Linked DNA regions of Sus scrofa: region 2 is linked to region 1. A link is a contact called in public Hi-C data. All regions are on one chromosome and are shown on one strand. The core of a region is the stretch at or near the end of the contact, and the rest is flanking DNA. Distances in the headings are between cores, read along the strand shown.

Evidence for each region. Hi-C and Micro-C count contacts between places; a contact is called where the count stands out from the background.
Region 2: a Hi-C map of epiblast stem cells shows a contact between it and region 1, with 2.4 times the contacts expected there. The contact joins the promoter of RPL4 here to the promoter of TIPIN in region 1. A contact is called at or near these places in 1 of 5 promoter capture datasets (liver), 20 of 47 Hi-C or Micro-C datasets (alveolar macrophages, blood, embryonic fibroblasts and 9 more) and 2 of 2 datasets of contacts at active chromatin or transcription factors (alveolar macrophages and skeletal muscle).

What each region holds. Positions count from the first base shown.
Region 1 is chr1:164,367,773-164,370,812 of Sscrofa11.1, forward strand. TIPIN (TIMELESS-interacting protein) reads right to left here and starts at 1,525. Exons shown (of 8, transcript XM_013993315.2): 1 at 1,433-1,525.
Region 2 is chr1:164,480,210-164,483,249 of Sscrofa11.1, forward strand. RPL4 (60S ribosomal protein L4) reads right to left here and starts at 1,556. Exons shown (of 10, transcript XM_005659862.3): 1 at 1,267-1,556. The coding sequence starts at 1,269. ZWILCH (protein zwilch homolog) reads left to right here and starts at 1,576. Exons shown (of 19, transcript XM_021100319.1): 1 at 1,576-1,868. The coding sequence starts at 1,816.

The DNA.
Region 1 (3,040 bases), core at 275-2,774:
CTATGAGCTGTGGTGCAGGTTGCAGATGGGGCTAGGATCCTGAGTTGCTACTGCTGTGGTATAGGCCAGCAGCTGTACTTCCCATTCGACCCCTACACTGGGAACTTCCACATGCCTCGGGGGCAGCCCTAAAAAGCAAAAAAAAAAAAAATACTGTTTACATATTGGTCTTCTTTTTTAAAGGTTTTTTGTTTTTGTTTTGAAGAAATGGAAATAATCCTCAAGCTGATAACCTGGAAGAATGCTTTTCAGTACCACCTTACTTGACCTCTCAGAAACATCTGAACACTTTTGATCAGATGTTTTTCTTAGAAAAGTGACTTCTGCAACAGTACTCACCTTGCTTTCCTCCCTTCCTGGACACTCCTTCTGGATCTTCTTTGCAGATTCATCTTCCTCTAACCTGGTCATTAAGTATCCAAGACTTCATCCTAGGCCCTCTTCACTCAGTTACCCACATGGTTCTAATAATCACTTACAGATGATATGCTAACTTTTTATCTCCATTCTAGGCATCACATCAGAGGTCCAAAGTAGTGGCATCTTACTTCACAGCTTTCAAATTTCTCAAATAGAACGTAATTTTAGACACTGATGAAATTCTCTTCACTTCCTCCTCTAGTACTCAGACTCCCAAAGGAGTGAAAGTTAACAATTTTTTTTTTTTTTAAGGGCCACAGGTGTGGCATATGGAGGTTCCCAGGCTAGGGGTTGAACCGGAGCCGTAGCTGCTAACCTATGCCACAGCCACAGCTCACAGCAACGCCGGATCCTTAACCCACTGAACCCGGAGGCAGGGATGGAACTCGCCTCCTTATGGATACTACTGGGGTTTGTTTCCACTGAGCTACAATGGGATCTCCCCTAACAAAGAAATTCCAAACTATAATTCATTCCCAGACCTTTGGCGATTCAAAGTCCAACTTTTTCCAAGTTACCAAAACAGAAGCCCCTTTCGCCAGGAAGTGCTACCAGAATAACTCAACGACTTCATTTGCTAACCAGCCCTAAAACCTCAAAACTTCCCATCCCATCCCTCTCCTCCAACCTTCTCCTCGTCGTAGCTCCACTGTCTATCCTCTCTTAGTTCAACCACACTCATTCATTCACTGTACATTCACAGGATGCCTCCTATATTAAGAAGCCCCTGTTCAGACCTGACACACGTTCCCTTCCTCTACCTTGGTTAGAGGCAGGCCCGAGACAGAAACAAAAAGTACAAGTGCCCGCTCTTGTCCCCACCAACCTCATCTCCCCACAGGTTATACCCAGTCAGGCCTCCATTCCTCTCCAGCCCCTATTAGCCCAGGGTCGGTCTCTGTCATGTCCTTATCCTTCCCTGCGACAGCCGGCATCCCCGCTCCCCAGCCTAAAGCCCTCCTTCCTCCTCGGGAATTCCACTCGCCCGCCTGCCCGCCTGCCCGCCTCTCACCTCAAGCGGACTGCAGCGGCCACAGCGTTGCGCCTGGCGCGGAGGGGAAAACACGTTTCTCGCGAGACTCTCGCGAGACGCTCCCTTAGAGTTGGCGCCAAATTTGCGCAATCCCCAGCGGGGCCTACCGGATCCGCCTCTCTCCAACGCCCCGCCCATTCATTTTTGTCCCCGCCTTTTGGGGTATCCTGTCCATTGCACCGCTCTCCTCCTCACCGCTTCCACTCTCTGAAATTCGTTCGAGTTTAGCCGTCTTGTCGTGAAGTTCTTGTTCCCTACGCTTTAGGTGCTCTATACTTTGGAAAAGGTCTCAGGTTTTTAGAAAATTGAATTGTGGATGGATTATAAAGGATAAAAGCAAACGGAATTTAATGAGAAACTACCGATTCTTCAGAGTTACTAACAACTTTTTGAGCATAAGAATTCTATTAATTATTGGAGTTCCCGTCGTGGCGCAGTGAATCAACGAATCCGACTAGGAACCATGAGGTTGCGGGTTCGATCCCTGGCCTTGCTCAGTGTGTTAAAGATCTGGCGTTGCCGTGAGCTGTGGTCGCAGATGCGGTTCGGATCTAGAGTGACTGTGGCTGTGGCTTAGGCCAGCGGCTACACCTCCGATTCGACCCCTAGCCTGGGAACCTTCATATGTCGCGGGAAGCGGCCAAAAGACAAAAAAAAAAAAAAAAATTCTATTATTCTATTAATTACTGAATAATGAGCTGAGAAAAGGGGCTGTAAAGAGTTAGTGTTAGGATTGCAGGCACAAAGAATGTCAAAAATATGTTACCTGTTTTTTTTCTTTGTCTTTTTAGGGCCGCACAGCGGGCATATGTGGAGGTTCCTAGTCTAGGGGTTCAATCCGAGCTGCAGCAGCGGGCCCACACCACAGCTCACTGCAACGGCCTAATCCTTAACCCACTGATCGAGGCCAGGTATTGAACCTGCGTCTTCATGGATACTAGTCAGATTAGTTTCCACTGAGCCACTGCTAGGAACTCCAATTTTATTTTAAAGTGAGTCCAGGGAGTTCCCGTTATGGTGCACCAGAAACGAATCCGACTAGGAACCATGAAGTTGTGGGTTCGATCCCCGGCCTTGCTCAGTTTGTTAAGCATTGCCATGAGCTGTGGTGTAGATCGCAGATGTGGCTCAGATCTGGCGCTGCTATGGCTGTGGCATAAGCTGGCAGCAGCAGCTCCAATTAGACTCCTAGCCTGGGAACCTCCATATGCTTCGGGTGAGGCCCTATAAAGACAAAAGACAAAAAAATAATAACTAAAGTGAGTCCAAATATATTGGTATTTGCTTGCATGGGTGTGTACACACACACTGAGGGAGAATAAGTACTATCTGTGGGTATGGGAACATGGTATATAAGACAGGGTAGGATAGGGACTTAACACTATACTTTTTTGGAACATATAAATGTGTTAACTATTCAAAAAACCGGGAAAAAAAAGTTACCTTCAGCAAACACAGCATCAAGGTTTGACAGACCCAGATTTCCCATTGTGGCGCAGCAGGAAATGAAACCGACTAGTAACCATGAGGATGCCAGTTCAGTCCCTGGCCTTGCTCAGTGGGTTAAGGATCCAGTGTTGCTATAGG
Region 2 (3,040 bases), core at 306-2,805, 110 kb after region 1:
ACGCCAGTCATGTTACTTTTTACATAATCTTCTCCAAGGACTTACTCCCTCAAAGTTAACTAAGACTCTGAGGATGACCCACACCAGCCACCTGTTAACCTCAACTCCCATACTCTCTTCCAGATACTCAGACCTACCTCAGAGATATCCCCCTCCTGCCTCAGAGTTAACAAGTCTTCTTAAAGATACCCTCCCCCATACCTACACTTCAGGCCACTTTGAAGGTTTCTCAGATCACTGAAGCCCAACTACTGCCTCCTCTCTCATTGCCTATGATTACATCATTTAATGCCACCAAACATTACAATCCATTTTGTCCAACTCAATTACAACGGATGCATCATAAGGATAGTGCTTTCTGACTGTTTTGTTCACTCAACTCCCCAGGACACATGGTGCATGCAGACTGTATTTGTGGAAATGCAACTTCTAAGCCAAAAGGACCAGAACGCTTTCAGAGGCAGATCTTAAGCTGACACACAATTAATTCACTCTGCGGTACTAACATCGCCAGATCTTGGTTGGCGCAAACATGAGGCCCCCACGACACATCTATTTTCCGAGTTAAGAATCTCATTTCTCAAACTTTAGTAATTAAGAACAGATTATGCCTTGCTCAGTAGAATTTTCGTCACCCTTCTGAACCAGCTTACTGACAGCAGGCAACTGTCGCTGAGAACAGAGTAAGACGCAAATTACGCCATCATTGCAAGGAAAACCTAGTATCAAACCATCCTTTATATTGAGCATAAACATTTTAAGACCCTTACCATGAATAAACTAGGCTCAATTTACTAAATGCCACAAGAGCTAGCCAATCTAGGCAGTGAAACAAAATATTTTTCTTAAGGAAATTTCTCAAAAGAGATAAATGTTCCTTGCTTAACAGCTCACGGAGATACAAGGACCCAAACTAACTCTTTCACCCAGACTGTTTTAGGCCCCGAGAATTTCCAAGTCTTCAGCGGAACCAATGCCTTCTAAGATCGAAGGAAAGATCGGATTCCAAAGGTCCCTCTGCGCCCGAGAACTATCTGGGGAGGATTCTCCGGAGTCGCTTCCAGGCGCGCCGGGCGCCGACTCGCACACGTTGCCTCTAAGATGGCTGCCATAGAGCCGCGCTACCCAGGTCCCAGCCGCAAACAGACGACTTTAGCCCCCATCATTTGTTCCCGCCTTGAAGACCTCATGCCCTGAAACCCCAAACCCATTCCTGCCAGGCCCATTGAGCAGAAAATAAGCCCAACCGAGAAGAACTCCACTCACCATGGTGGGGAGAGGAGAAGGCCACGCTCCTCTCAACCCGGCGGCTCCCACAGGAAAAGGAAGTGCTTAGCACTCTCACTCTATATGTAATCTTCAACTCGTCCCCCACCTTGCCCCGTCTCAGAACCGATTCAGGGACACAAAATATCTCTCTACGACTCTACATAAATAAAAAAGTAGAGTATTATTTCTGAATAGGTGTCAAATTGCGGTTTCTATTAATTTTCAAAGCCAAAAGAGCTCTTACAACCGAGGGACTCTTTTTCGCGGAGTAATCCACAAGGGGGCGTGGCCAATTCTCGCGAGATCAGTATCTTTTTCCCCGAAACCGCTAAAACTTATTTTAACTTTTTCTTACGGGAATGGAAAACTATTGGGACAGGAAAAGCCGCGGTGTGTTATAAAACAAAAGTTTAACTTTGTGAACAAACGAGAGCTTTTGGGGGTGGGGTAAAAGTAGTTCTGGAGGGGGGGTCATGACCCCGGACGTCAGCGTCGGGCGCGTATTTCAGATTGGCGGTTCCGGTTCGGCAGTGCGACGGGTGCAAGATGTGGTTGCGAATGAACCAAGCTGCTGAAGAGTTTTACGCTCTTCTCCTGAAGTGAGTTATAACCCTTGCTTTTGGCTTGGCTCTGAGCACAGCACCTCTTCCTCGGGGTATCTCATTTCTCCCCCCAATCCTCTAGACGCAGCCTTGGGGATTAACGCCTCGCCTGTTTCCAGCGGCGCGAATGTTGCCGCCTAGTCAGCTTTCCTGGGGTCTGGGAGCTGAGGAGAGGTTTGTTATCTGCTCCATTGTGGGGATTGGCCCTGTGGGGCTTGCTTGTAGTCTTGTTTTAAAAAAAAAACATCTGTACGCTGTCACTCGAGGTGGAAGGTGACAGGTTTTCCAAGAGGCGAGTTATTCTGATAAACACACACACTCGTGGTGTTAGAGGCACCTGTCAGGATATGGAGCACTAGATGTTGATATCCTTCATCTCTTTAAAGCCTTGCTAGTGTGAAACGTGTTGTTATAGTCTATTCAGGATAGAAATTATGAAAGGAACAACAGCTAGAATGCTATAGTGATCGTGTGTCGGCCCTTTAAAGCATCTTTATTTCACAGTGCTCGAAGACCTCATTTTATTTTTAGAGTGAAGTACCAGTACCAAAGGAGATTCCATCCAGTTCTGTCTACATCCAAAGTAAAAATCTAGTCCGGTAGTTCTCAAATTTGAGCTTGTGTCAGAATCACCTGGCGGGTTGCCAAAACAGATTGCTGGGCCTACTTTTAGGGTTTCTGATTTAGTAAGTCTGGGTGGGATCTGTAAAGAATTTGCGTTTTTGCTGTAATCTAACCCCTTATTTTCTAAGTGCCATACTTTTTCATTGTTTATTGCTTTTTTTTTACTGCTTACAGAAGTGGTAGTGCTTGTCGATTTTTTTCAACATTATAGAAAGAGCTGTAGCTTTTTTAGCTGTGGTGTAAGCCGACGGCTACAGCTCCGGTTCAGCCCTTAGCCTGGGAACCTCCATATGCCACGGGTGCGGCCCTAAAAAAAAAAGTCAAAGTGAGGCAGTCACAGGTGTACTTTTTATTTCAGTGAGTCATAGAGTACATCAAATAAAAAATGGTATCTTTTTTTCCACTCTTTTTCCTTTATTTTTTCTTTTGTTATTATTAAAGTATAGTTGATTTACAATGTTTTGTCAAGTTCTGTTGTACAACAAAATGACCCAATCACACACAGTTCCCTGTGCTGTACAGTAGGATCCCATTGCCCATCCATT